Linked DNA regions of Sus scrofa: region 2 is linked to region 1. The links are chromatin contacts, called in public HiChIP or PLAC-seq maps. All regions are on one chromosome and are shown on one strand. Each heading gives the region's core, a stretch centred on a gene start, on an enhancer-like site or on the middle of the called end of the contact. The rest is flanking DNA. Distances are from core to core; before and after follow the strand shown. Region 1 overlaps KLF12 (Kruppel like factor 12). Region 2 has its middle 66 kb from the start of KLF12.

Region 1 (6,802 bases), core at 3,459-5,958:
AGGAATGTAAAACGCTTTTGCCATGAGGGTTCTTACCAAGATTCTGGATAATTGAGAATGTAAGAAAATCAGACCAAAAGTCATGAAGAAGGGGACGGTGAAAGACAGCACACACGTTTAAAGCATACATAATTGTCTCCAAGCTAAATTTGAGGAGGTGGTGGAAGTAGCCAAAGGATATCACAGCCGCCACTGGATTAGAACATAAGAAAAGATATGAATGTAGAGGGACGTGAAATGCAGCAACACTGTGGAGGTACTTCTTTTCACTGTAATTCAGTGTACACTGAACTTGCAAACTGGTTCACGATGATACAAATTGTGGTCCATTTTCTGAGTCTGCTATCAAACACTGGCGAGAACATGCTTCCAAACAACATCTAAAGGCAACCTGCTGTTACTTCCTTGCCAGCATGTATGGATTGAAAACAAAACAAAACAGGAAGGCCGGTCAGGCATTCTGGGAACTAGTTTTCACATATGAAAGTTTAGACACAGTATCATAGTTTTTGCCCTGTAAGTCAGGAAGCCGTGAAATGCACTAGAAATTAAACTAACATGGTCAATATTATCTATCAGTAATGAGTGGGCAAGGACCTGTAAGATGATGGCAAAACATTTTGGCAGGGAGCACCTGCCACACCCTGAGATGGAGAGCAGAGTCTTTATCAGGCCTCTCCTCCTTCTGCCTTCTCTCCTCTCAGCACATCCATCTCCGGGGAACTCCCATTCAAAAGCCTTCTGCTTCCCGGAGTTCCTGTTGTGGCTCAGTGGTTAACGAATCCGACTAGGAACCATGAGGTTGCGGGTTCGATCCCTGCCCTTGCTCAGTGGGTTAAGGATCCGGCGTTGCTGTGAGCTGTGGTATAGGTTGCAGATGCGGCTTGGATCTCGTGTTGCTGTGGCTCTGGTGTAGGCCAGTGGCTATAGCTCTGATTCGACCCCTAGCCTGGGAACCTCCATATGGAGTGGCCCAAGAAATGGCAAAAAGACAAAAAAAAAAAAAAAAAAAAAAAAGGCTTTATGCTTCCCTTGTACTGAATTAAACATCCATCTTGTTTCCTCTTGAGCATGTCTCTTGTTCTGCCCACAGGTAACCAACTGTCACGGAGCAGAAAGATGACTGGACAGGAGCTCAGAGACCTGGGTTTACAGCCCCTTCTGACGCATAACACACTTTTGTCTTTCTATCTCCATGTCTACATTTGTTACACGAGGGGTGGAACTGAACTTGATGATGTTTTTAGTTCCTTTATGGCCCTGCAACATCAGAAATATTCTGCCCCACCCCCGCTTAAAGGGCTAGTTCTCTATAAGCTTCCTAAAAATTTCCAAGACCAACTTTAGGGGGTATACCTCCATGGTAGAGCATTTGACTGCAATATCATCAACGATAGTGCCTTCCTCAATTAAGGCAAAAACATTTAAATAAGAAGGAATGTTCTTATTCTCATGACAAAAATCCACAGGACTTATATCCTTGAAAAAGACTGGATGAAGTCCGGTCCAACATTTGCAACTCTCAGCATATATTTAAGTTCACTGTAGCACGGCATACCCAACAATAAAACCTCAACGTGCGAAAAGGTTCTTCCCGCTCTTCCCAAAATTTGTGACACGGAACTTTTTCACTTCCAAATGGGAAATGTGATTCATACCCAAAATGTGTCATAATTTGCATGGATACGGTGTCAAAACTGGAGCTTCTTTTGTATACAGCTACCTAACATGTCAGGCATGTTGATCAGAAAGGAATCATGACTGAAACTAGTGGTGAGAGAAAATTAATGCTATCTTATTGATGACAATTCCTATTTTAAAAAAATGCCTCATTTTCTTCATCATCATATAAATGGCACATAGTCGCTATGACGTGACACATACCTCCCTTACATAAGCGCCCTAGATTTATGTTTTGAATGAACAGTACAACTATTACTGTCGCTTTAATCAAACAACCATACACGCCCCGGTCCTTGAAATCTTTCAGACTGGAGCAAGGTGGAACGAGAAATGAAGAGAAGAACGTGAAAAGCTAAAAATAAGCATATACTCCATGAAGATTTTTGGAATCCTCCCAGTGATCCTGGAACATCTGGAGCCTTAAATCAACTTCAGTGTTCAGAGGTCTTTCCCACACCCTCCTCCCTATTCTGGTTCCACCCTACTCATCCATACCAAACACAGCTTCCAGATCTCTAGAATAGTCTTGGGAATAAAAGCTCTGGAAGATGCCTTGGAAACATCGACTCTCGTGGGGTTGATATCAGAATACAACAGCTTCAAGTAAAAAGAACTGGGAAGAAGAAAAGCTATTTGCACATTCAACTCTTTTTTTTGGCTGTCCCCTGGCATAGGGGATTCCCAGGCCAGAGAGCAGATCTGAGCCACAGTTGGGGCAATGCTGGATTCTTAACCCACTGTGCCAGGCTGGGGATTAAGACTCCCAGACTCCCAAGATGCCGCTGCCGATCCTGCTGCATCACGGCAGAAACTCCTGCACATTCAATTCTTTAATAAGATTTGCCCCCTTTCTGCCCATTTGCCCCAAATGGGGCAAAATACTCCTCCCCCCCATCATTATCAAATGCAAGAAAAGAATAGCAAATGCTCTCAAAAAGGTTGTATAGTTATAATTTGCATGGATACGGTATCAAAGGAAGGTGCGGAAGAGGAGAGCTAGGATACAAGGCACAGAGAATGCAGTTCACATGCTGAACCTCAAAGGCTTCCTCAATGCACAAATGAACAAATATTCCTGGAGCAGGATGGCAGTGAGGGGAGAGCCATTCCGACGGAGAGAGTTCCTGTCTGGCCTGGATTGCTACCTCTGATGAACTGAATACCCAATGAGTTGGACAATGATCTCGTGTTCTTTGTTGGGGCGCTAATATGTCCTGCAAGAAATTCTTTCTGCCATTCTTTAATCCCTGCGAGTTAGCAGACAGTTTTAACAGACCTGGCTCTTCCCCAACATCTGTCATTGGATCCCCTACATCCTGGTGCTTTCAGCTCCTTCCTGGCTATGTACATTTCTACCACAATTTCTTTCCATTGCAGCAGGTTTGTTTGCCTTGAAGAGACATTCTTTTCTACACATTTCTTGAGCTCCAGAGGAAATGCTGCCACAGGCATGAGGCCAATGGATGCCACCTCTCATAGGCACAGTATGCATAGAAAAACACGACTTAAAATTTCCAGCCATCTTTAACTCAATAGTAAACATGGTTTGAAAGCTCAAATGTCCTTGACATTTACAAACCTACCAATTGTCATGCATCTCCTAGGCATAACTTAGACGCTCAAGCCTTTTCATCTTTGACTGAGGTGTAATTGTTTATGTGAGGAACAATATTTTTTAACTGACTAGAGCACGTGCTAGCTTCACAGAATCACCCAGCATCACTCACATACAGTGTTTGCACATCTAACTCAAGCCAGACCTAAGTGTTGAACTTGGCATCTAGGTCTATAAATGATCCCAAACTTCTATTTTGGGGAGCACAACTAACACTTTCATCTCTATGGCTAGCAGGAGTATTTAAACCTTTTGGATTTTCAGAGTCAATATTTCACAAAGAACTAGCAAGTGTTTATCACTTCACTAGAGGTAGAGGCCGGGTGATTTACTGAGCTTCTTCCTAGCCGGCTGATTTATTCCATATACCAGTTTCACAGTATTTGCTTAAGAAAAGTTCGAGGGAGTATAGGCAATAGGATTTGTAACGAACTCATGACCAAATGAAGCAGGTGTATTAAAACCATGTGTGCTCCTACTAGAGTTAATGTAGAAAGGTCCCAGGTCTTTGTGGACATGTTTGAGTCCATAAAGGGAGCGCTTTGTCAACCCTGCAGCACATGGGAGTTCCCAAGACAGAAGTCAAATCGGAGCTGCAGCTGCCTGTCTACACCACAGCCACAGCAACATGAGATCTAAGGCTCGACTGTGACCTACGCCACTGTTTGTGGCAACGCCAGATCCTGACCCCACTGAGCGAGGCCAGGGATCGAACCCGCATCCTCAGAGACATGAGGGCAGGTTCTTCAACCCACTGAATCATAATGGGCACTCCCTGCTTTTCCTTTTCATTCTGGGTCTTTACCCAAAAACCTCCTTGGGGATGGTCTTCTGAAAAATCTTCCTTCCTTCATAGGCTTCCCAATTTCTACTGCCCACTCCCAAACTAGTCTTAAATAGAGTTGATAGTTTCTCCTCTGAACATTCTACTACATCTCTCTCAGAGGGTGTTCCACATTTTATTCTATATTATTTGTATGATATCATATAATATGTATATTACACGTGTGACATATCACACACACACACACACACACACACACACACCCTGCTCCGAGACAGAGAGTCCCATGTGGACAGAAACCATGTTTTATTTCTCTTTCTAATCTAGTGCTTTTCACAGGGCCTGGGAAGGTAAATACATGTTGAATAAATAAAAGCTGAATTTTCTCAAGGCCCATAGTAGAGATTTTTTGTTTTTCATGGATTCCTTCTCTGAAGATAAACGGAGTTTAAATTTACCAACCAAATAACGTGCCATGAATCCTGGAGGAACAAAGCCTTGTTGCTCTAATGCTCTAGGAAGGACAAGTGAGGAAAAAAAAACTGTGTCGTCCTGTACTTGGTGTTCCACAAACAGGCACGGAGCAATGAGCTGTAGAAACTGGATCTCGATTCTGAGCACGTGGTACTCAATCTGTGAGCTATGCCACCCACTTGAGCGTGTCATGGTCTCTGGAAGTTTCTTGAGCACAACACGCCTTGGACTGAGAAGGAATATCAATTCCATGATGTCCAAAGCAACCTGAGTTCTCCCTCTCCTTTGATGTCCTAGCCATCCACGTTATCATCCCCCGAGCTTTCCAGGTTGGATGGGGGACAATATGCTTTAGCGACTGTGAGAAACCATGAGAGATGGCCCAGCTTTTAGACATGTGTGTAAGCGAGTGGCTGCTCCCTGGGTGCTCCACGTCCCCCTCCATGAAAAAGAAAAGCATAATATTTAACAACATCCCCAAGCTATTGTGAGGGTTAATTAGATTTAATGGGGGAAGGGAGGCGAGCTGATTAGGCACTATTCAAATCCAAAGAATCATTATTTTGTGTCTAAAAATAATCCTGATGTAGGAATAAAATTAATTTGGAAGCTCAATCTTTGGTAATCATCTTCCCATACTTTAAAAAAAAAAAAAGGCATAGTTTTTAATCAAAATCCCATTCTAAGTGTGAATCATTGAAGTTAGAATAGAGACCTGTGAATTTTTATTCACCTTTGAAGTATGACACTACACGGTTCTTTTTTTTTTTTTTTTTTTTTGTCTTTTGTCTTTTTAGGGCCACACCCTAAAAAGAGGCATATGGAGGTTCCCAGGCTAGGGGTGCAATCGGAGCTACAGTTGCCAGCCTACGCCACAGCCACAGCAACGCAGGATCCGAGCCACATCGGCGATCTACACCACAGCTCACGGCAACGACGGATCCTTAACCCACTGAGTGAGGCCAGGGATGGAACCTGCAACCTCATGGTTCCTGGTTGGATTTGTTTCCGCTGTGCCACAACGGGAACTCCCTCTTTTTTTTTTTTCCTTTTCCCTCCATCCACCCTCCCTCCCTTCCTTCCTTTTTTTGAAGATACACTAAAGGTATCTTCCAAGGAAGGTTAATTTTGTGGAACGGAGTAATGTAAACAAACATGGATTTCAAAACTACATTTACTTTTACTTTTTGTTTCCTTTGAAACATTTGTGAAACACTTGAATTCCCATCTTTAAAGAATCAGTAGTCAACGCTCTACAGTTGAAGTAATTTTTCAGATCATTTCTGGTAAGTTCCACCCCTATTTCTGTCCCAGAACCAGTCAGGGAGAGATCTTCATATCTCCCCAAATTAAAACACAAATCTGGGAGTTCCCTTTGCGGTTCAGCAGGTTACAAACCCCACTAGGATCCATGAGGATGCAGGTTTGATCCTTGGCCTCACTCAGTGGGTTAAGGATCCGGCATTGCTGTGAGCTGTGGCGCAGGCCAGCAGCTGCAACCTCAGATTCGACCCCTAGTCTGGGAACTTCCATATGCCACATGTGTGGCCCTGAAAAGCAAAAGCAAAAACAAAACCCCAAATCCCTCGTTATTTAAGGCTTAGGTCAGAACAAGTCATCTAAATAGTACTCATCAAAATTAGTATAATAGATTAATTTACTATGAAAATCTTCATGAGAAATAGAAGTTAGTCCCTGAGAAAACTCTGAAATGTTGTCTAAATCTCACCAAAAAAAATTATAGTATCTTCAAAAATGGGAAACATTGTTTAAAAATATAATAGTTAATAATCCTGGGAAACAAGCCATATCTGTTAGGGAAAAAATGTTATGCTCAGTTTTTGGTAAGTGAAGACGTTTGGCTGGAAATGGACTCTTGATGTCTGTTTAGGACTTTCCAAAGGAAAGGGAGATAAGGTAATTAGTCAGTAGAAATGTAATCTCTACAGAGAATCAAGAACAATTCTCTTTTAACACAGCCTATTAACATTTTCCATAAGACTTACAAATTCTCATAACTTAAACTGTATACTCACCAAGCAAACTTCTGATTATTCATTCGATTTCCCCGGACCCTGGACACTGGGGACGGATGTACCCTACAGGTAGATGAGAGTAATCCAGTCATTACAAGAGCATATTCCTGATGATAAATGAACGAATACAAAGGGATCTGGCTGATACATGGTCTCCTTTAGATTTGCATCATATAAGATGCCCTGGAACTTGATCACCTCTTGGGAAAT
Region 2 (7,294 bases), core at 938-3,437, 310 kb after region 1:
TGTGGACCAAACGTCCTGTGGCGGTGGGGCCAGATGAGGGCGGGCCATCCACACAAGCAGAGTCTACTTTAAACCCTCGATGTAAGGGATTTTGAGCAGAGGATCCAGGAGACAATTTTGGGAGGATGAAATCTGGCAGTGCTGAGCAAGGGGTATATGGGGAGTGACAGGCACAATCCCCATCCAACTAGAATGATATTTCAACAGTAAGAAGGAATGAGAGTTGGACGTTCCATGAAGGCGAAGGATAGTATAACAAGTGAGGGAGAGTGGGAGAGAGGTTAAAACTCACTACACATCAGGGAAATACACATCAAAATAAGGACTTGTGACTTTATACCTGTCGGAATGGTATACAACTAGAAAGAAGAAGAATACCAAGTTTGTGGAGTGATCTGGGAAAAGGGAAACTTTTTCCCACAGCTAGTGATCGTTTAAACTAGGACAGCCATTATGAAAAAAATACAAATAAAAATATAGCAGCAATTAGTGACATTAAGTATGTTCACTCTGACCACGCTTCTTAAAGACACGTGTTTGGAAATACTTAAGGCAACGCTGTACGAATGGGAGTTGAAAGCATCTGAGGTATAGACTAGGGAGTGGAAAAGCATAACATAATAGGTGAATGTCATAGAATACTATGCAAAAGTGTCAGCTAACAGCAAATTAGATACAATTTACAAATACAGTGTTGGGTGAGAACTCTAAGAAAGAGAAATGAGTGTTAGGCATGGAACCATTTGTAAAAATGAACCACACTCACTGATAAATACCACTGACAACTCTGCAAAGATTCTTGCACATCCAGGGACATACTCCAAGCAATCGGAATGCATGCTTGGCTGGTGGTGAGGAGGAGGGCATGACAAGAAGAGGTGTGTGAGAGGGCATTGAAGAGAAAGGAAGTGCAATGAGTGCCACAGGAAAGGCGCTTTCCGGGTACTAATAAGGGACGCGAGGCATGATGGACTCAACTCAACTGTCTACATCAGAGGATCAAAAACACCGCCAGGGCTCACCATTAAACCCCATCCCCAAAGAGAGAAAGAGGAAGTCAGAGAGAATTGGGATGAAATGGGGGGGGGGGAGTGGTGTTAAGTTTAAAAAAAAAAAAAAAAAAAGATTTGGAATCAGAAGACATGGATTCCCAGTCTGGCTCCCAAGCCTTCTAGGTACAGCATCTACAATAAAGTATGTTGTTTTTATTTGGTTGGTTTGAGGGGGGGGTTGTTTCTTTTGGGGGGGTTTGGTTTGCTTTTTTTGTGGGTTTTTTTTTTTTTTTTTTTTTTGCTTATTAGGGTCACACCTGTAGCATATGGAAGCTCCCAGGCTAGGGGTCAAATCAGAGTTACAGCTGCCTGCCTACACCACAGCTCACAGCAATACCGGATCCCTGACCCACTGAGCAAGGCCAGGGATCAAACCCACATCCTCATGGATGCTATGAGGGTTTGTTTCCACTGTGTCACAACAGGAACTCCCAAATTATGTATTTTACCTTCTATCCCTCATTTTCCTTATGCATAAAAAAGGGAAATACTGAGAGTTCCTGTTGTGGCTCAGTGGTTAACGAATCTAATCAGCATCCATGAGGACTCAGGTTCAATCCCTGGCCTTGCTCAGTGGGTTAAGGATCTGACATTGCTGTGAGCTGTGGTTTAGGTCACAGACTCAGCTTAGATCCTGCACGGCTGTGGCTGTGGCACAGGCCGGCAGCTACAACTCCAATTCAACCCCTAGCCTGGGAACCTCTATATGCCATAGGTGTAGCCCTAAAAAGCAAAAAAACAAAAAAGCGGGGGGGAAAGATACTGTAACTTCTTCTTAGAGTAACTGTGGATTAAACTATAAAATATTCTATAAATGTAAATGTCAGATTGCTTTTAAACCTAGAAACTGGACCACAGTCCAAAACAAAAATTTTGGCATCAAAAGTGTGGACATCACGGATGCACAGTCCCCCGGTAACCACCTGCTGCCCACTAGATAATTCTGAGAATTATATTTTTTAATTGATGGCTAAGTTGCTTTTTAAGTTTTTTGCTGGTCCCACTCTTGAGAAGACTTCTTCCACTGAAAGTCAGTTTTCTGACACTCCATGGGAAATAACAATGGGTCCATTTATCAAAGCTGAGAATCGAGTTAACAGGCAAGGAAGCAGGCCATCCACCCCGGCCAACATCACACCCCACAGTCTTGGCCTGGATCCCATCACAGGCCATTCAAATGGGAGAATTCTTTCCCCAAAGCAAGTATCTATTCCAGTTCTCTAAATTGTAAAGGCAATGCCCTTTGGACATGAGGAAGCCACACAGAGCCATGAGTAAATCCCTTCTCGATAATGTCACCCCTCGTGGCATCTGTCCTTTTCTCCCATGAGTGCAGCTGAGAGGAAAATCAGGAGAGCACCTGGCTTCCTCTCCCTGGCATAAAATCTGCTCATTTCAGCCTCATGAACTTCTGAAATACTGCACCTCTCGGCCACTCTGCCTTTGCTCTTCTTCTCTGCCAATCCACAGCCTTGCTTTCCTCCAAAATCTCTGGCGTCTTCCCTGCTGCCCTGTGCTCTACATCACAGCCACACCAGCACTCATCAGAAAAGCTCATGCCGGCGTTCCCATCAAGGCCCAGCAGAAACGAATCTGGCCAGGAACCATGAGCTTGTGGGTTCGATCCCTGGCCTCGATCAGTGGGTTAAGGATCCTGCCTCGCTGTGAGCTGTGACGTGGGATGCAGATGTCGCTCAGATCTGGCGTGGCTGTGGCTGTGGCACAGGCCAGCAGCTATAGCTCCGACTGGACCCCCTAGCTGGGGAACCTCCGTACATGACAGGTGCGGCCCTAAAAGCAAAAAAAGAAAAGAAAAGCTCATACACATTAACTTACAGCTAATGAGGAGAGAGCAATTGTATCAGGAAACTCTATTATCTAGTTTGTTTATGTTTTGGCCCGTATGTTTACAATGAGCATTTTCACATACTTGCTATTGTAAACTGAAATAGCTCAAGCAATTAAGGATGGATTACGTACGTAGCCAAGTATACTTAACATATTATCTAAGCTAATTCTACTAACTACAAGACTCACAGGGAAAAATTTCATTTGCCACATGTGGTGAAAAGCTGGCTGTATTCTAAACATAATTTACTCTTAATACATATTCCTTGTAATAGAACTCTCAACTTTTCATGAAACTGTAAGCATCAAAATGGAAAGAAATACCATCTACCTCTCCCAACAGTACAACCACTACCAATAATAATAATAATAATAATAATAATAATAATAATAATAGGGGTTATTGTGGGTCAGGCACTATACTAAGTCCCTTCTATATATTAATTCATTTAAGGCCCACAACAACCCTACAAGGTAGGGTTAGCATGCTGTTCCCTCAAGGAGGAAACAAGGACAGAAGGTACAGCCTGGCCAAAGTCACAGGCTCAGGAAGCAGCTCAGCGGGATGCAAATTCCAGCAGGCAGAGGGCTAGAGCGGTGCACCATTCAACATACCACCTCCTCTGGCTTCATAGCAGCCAGAACAATGCTTTATAAACGCTGGAATTTCCCTCCCCGGGAACTGGACTTCACACCCAGCAGATGTTCAATAAGGGGAGAGGGAAGGCCTGTAATCGGCAAGTACTGCGTGAACCTTCTTGGACAAGAAAATGTGCTAGAAATACTGCTTACAGTGACATGAGTACATTGTTGAGAAGGAAGATGACTGGAAGAAAAAGCAGAAAACCTTCATCATGTCTGGACTCTGGTCACAGCGAAGGGTGACCGGGACCAAGAGACTCACAGTCACTGAAAAACTGGAGACAGACTCTCACTTTCGTGGGACCAGCACGTACAGAATAGTGCTATGAACATTTACAGGTTTATTCATTAGTTATAAATTGGAAAAGTAATTTGTTGTATTTTTTATATAAAATCCCAACTTCGGTAAACTTCTCCATGTATTCTATTATATAAAGTATGATTAAGGAGTTCCAGTCGGAGCTCCCGTCATGGCACAGTGGGTAATGAATCCAACTAGGAACCATAAGTTTGCGGGTTCGATCCCTGGCCTCACTCAGTGGGTTAAGGATCCAGCGTTGCTGTGAGCTGTGGTGATGGTTGCAAATGCAGCTCGGATCTGGAGTTGCTATGGCAGTGGTGTAGGCCAGTGGCTACAGCTCCGATTTGATGCCTAGCCTAGGAACCTCCATATGCTGAGGGTGTGGCCCTAAAAAGACAATTTTTAAAAAATATGATTAAGATATATTAAATTCAAAACTCCTCCAGAATATCTTCACCAGCATTTCAGACTATTCACAGTGTCAAAATCCTTAGAGCAAAGGGGATTAAAAACAAAGCACTGAAAGTCTACCCCTGGGAGTTCCCATCCTGGTGCAGAGGAAATGAATCCAACTAGTATCCATGAGGATGCAGGTTCGATCCCTGGCTTCACTCAGTGGGTTGGGGATCTGGTGTTGCCGTGAGCTGTGGTGTAGGTTGCAGATGTGGCTCGGATCACGCGTTGATGTGGCTGTGGCACAGGCTGACAGTTGTAGCTCCAATTCAACCCCTAGACTGGGAACTTCTAATTGCCACAGGTGAGGCCCTAAAAAGCAAAACCCAACAACCATTAGGCTAGGCAAACCGCTAGGACAATTCAAACAGAGAAATCAAATCAGCTAACTCAGATGGTCAACTGAACTTCTAGACACCTTGGCCAGAAATAATTTATACATGATACAGAATTATTTTAAAAAAGAAAAGTTAATAAGGGCTCTGTCATTACAAGCTGGAGTTTTTTCTTTTTGCCCTTTTTTTTTTTTTTTTTTTTTTAACAGTGCCTGTGGAATGCGCAAATTCCAGGGCAAGGGATCAAACCCACGCCACAGCCGCAACCCAAGTCACAGCAGTGTCAGCACAGGACCCTTAACCCTCTGCACCACCAGGGAACTACAAACTGGAGTTTTTTTTTATCAGCAACTTAAATGCCACAGAGAATCAGCTCACTGAGGTCTACATCAGCTCCCTTGCAGAGGGCCAAATCCAAGAACTGACACGGAAGGGAGAAGCAGAGAAGACAGGGCAAGTGGATACTTGGTTTGGGGTGTTTTGTTTTGTTTTGTTTTTTGTCTTTTTACAGCCCCACCTGCAGCATAGGGAAGTTCCCAGGCTAGGGGTCGAATCAGAGCTACAGGTGCCAGGCTACACCACAGCCAGAGCAATGCCAGATCCTAGCCTTGTCTTCAACCTACACCACAGCTTAGGGCAACACCAGATCCTTAACCCACTGACCCAGGGATCAGACCCATATCCTCATGGTTACTAGTCTGGTTCTTAAGCCACAACAGGAACTCTGATGCTTGATTTTAAGATGACCGAACACAAGGGAATTTGGGAATTGGCAAGCTCAAATGAATCATGTTATAAATGAAAAAATAACTCACGACTTAGCAGGGAGCACACAGCTTATGAGAGACAATGTCAAGATCAGACCCCAGGGCCATTCTCATGGCTGTGCTGCCTTCCTGTTCATGTAATTTTCTGGCGTTCTGAACACAGTTGTATGCCTGCATATTTTACTGACTACATTAACTCAGAGGCTTTCATTCTCTGGACAGTGTATTTCCTATTCTTCATAGAACTGCTTTTTCCTCATTTCTAAAGTAAAAACAAAGGGAATACACCTATGATCTTATTAAGAAAAATGACTGGGGTTCCCACCATTGTGCATCAGATTAATAATCTAACTAAGCAGCTCGGATTGCTGGAGGTGTGGGTTCAATCCCGACATTGCCTGCAGCTGTGGAGCAGCTCACAGTTGTGGCTCGGAGTTCAATTCCTGGCCCAGGAATTTTCATATACTCTAGGTGTGCCCATAAAATTAAAAGAAAGGGAGTTCCCATCGTGGCGCAGTGGTTAACGAATCTGACCATGGACCATGAGGTTGCGGGTTCGATCCCTGGCCTTGCTCAGTGGGTTAAGGATCCGGCGTTGCCATGAGCTGTGGTGTAGGTTGAAGACAAGGCTAGGATCCGGCATTGCTCTGGATCTGGTTGCAGATGCGGCTTGGATCCCGCACTGCCGTGGCTCTGGTGTAGGCCGGTGGCTACAGCTCCAATTCACCCCCTAGCCTGGGAACCTCCATATGAAGGGGGAGGGGCCCTAGAAAAGATAAAAATAAATAAATAAATAAAAGAAAAGAAAATTAAAATAAAAATGACTCATGAGCATAAATATCTTCAACACAGCTAACCTAATTAAAAATTAGTGAGCGAAGACTTGACATTAAAGAAAATAATAAAAATCCCATTATCATAATGTACTTTGCATTTAAACAGGACATGTAGTCCAAAGCATCATGACATCCCTATGAAAAAAGTCAGGAATAATTCCAATAATTAATATCTTATGGGCAGGGGAAAGAGAAGTTAAATTTCTGGCTCAAGAGCATCTAGCAGTGAATAAAACTTCTCATGCCCCAGAAAACAAACCAACAACAACATTACTGAATGTTTAAAAAGCACCAGAAAAATCACGTGGGAAGAAACTACCAAAAGAAGTTCACTTGAAGCTTTGGGAAGTCAAATTCTGCCCTCTACTCTCTCACCAAAATGCCTTGTAGTCTTAGCATCAAGGAAAATGGAAATTTAGACTTCTATTGCTAAAGTCCATTCCAGTCACTTACATGTCTTTAAAAAGCAAAACCCTGGCTACAAAGCAATTTATTAGAAGAAAAAGATACACAATACTAGCGCTGATAGGCCACAATAATAAATCAACAGCAAGGCATTTACTTTGCCATCCAAGTATCTAAGGATATTTGTAAACTGTATTTTCTTGCAACAGAAGGCAATGAGGCTTGCAGTAGGCATGGTCTCTACATCACTGTGCACATATGAAGCTCATCTGAAAAGTTCAAAATCAAACTGTAGGCACAGTCAAGATCCTTTAACCTACTTTCCATAGTGATATTACCAGGCCCTTCTGCTTTGGGGTTGGTCTTCTTTGCAGAGCTCACCATGGCTCAGCACATGAAACTGTCAAGATGCGCCTATAAATCTAAGATATGACACAAATGAACATATTTACGAAACTGAAACAGACTCACTGACACAGAGAACAGACTTGTGGTTGCTGAGCAAGGTGGGAGGGCAGGAAGAGTGTTTGAGATTAGCAGATGTAAACTATTATACATAGAAGAGAGAAACAGCAAGGTCCTACTGTACGGCACGGGGAACTATATTCCATATCTTGTGATAAACCATAATGGAAAAGAATATAAAAAGCTATAT

What was found. HiChIP or PLAC-seq counts read pairs in DNA pulled down with a chosen protein or histone mark.
Region 2: a contact with region 1 is called in an H3K27ac HiChIP or PLAC-seq map of skeletal muscle, with 2.5 times the contacts expected there. The contact joins two enhancer-like sites. A contact is called at or near these places in 2 of 47 Hi-C or Micro-C datasets (embryonic fibroblasts and fetal skeletal muscle) and 1 of 2 datasets of contacts at active chromatin or transcription factors (skeletal muscle).

Annotation. Positions count from the first base shown.
Region 1 is chr11:46,062,588-46,069,389 of Sscrofa11.1, forward strand. It overlaps KLF12 (Kruppel like factor 12), which reads right to left. Exons shown (of 7, transcript NM_001134347.2): 5 at 6,593-6,655. Among named protein-coding and RNA genes, the nearest start is that of KLF12, 240 kb to the right of the region's middle. Within about 2 kb of position 4,709, at least 1 of the 83 cell types and tissues checked has an H3K27ac peak or open chromatin away from gene starts, as enhancers often do. A contact at or near this core is called in skeletal muscle, where this site is marked.
Region 2 is chr11:46,370,669-46,377,962 of Sscrofa11.1, forward strand. It overlaps a transcript of KLF12 not described here. Among named protein-coding and RNA genes, the nearest start is that of KLF12, 66 kb to the left of the region's middle. Within about 2 kb of position 2,188, at least 7 of the 83 cell types and tissues checked have an H3K27ac peak or open chromatin away from gene starts, as enhancers often do. A contact at or near this core is called in skeletal muscle, where this site is marked.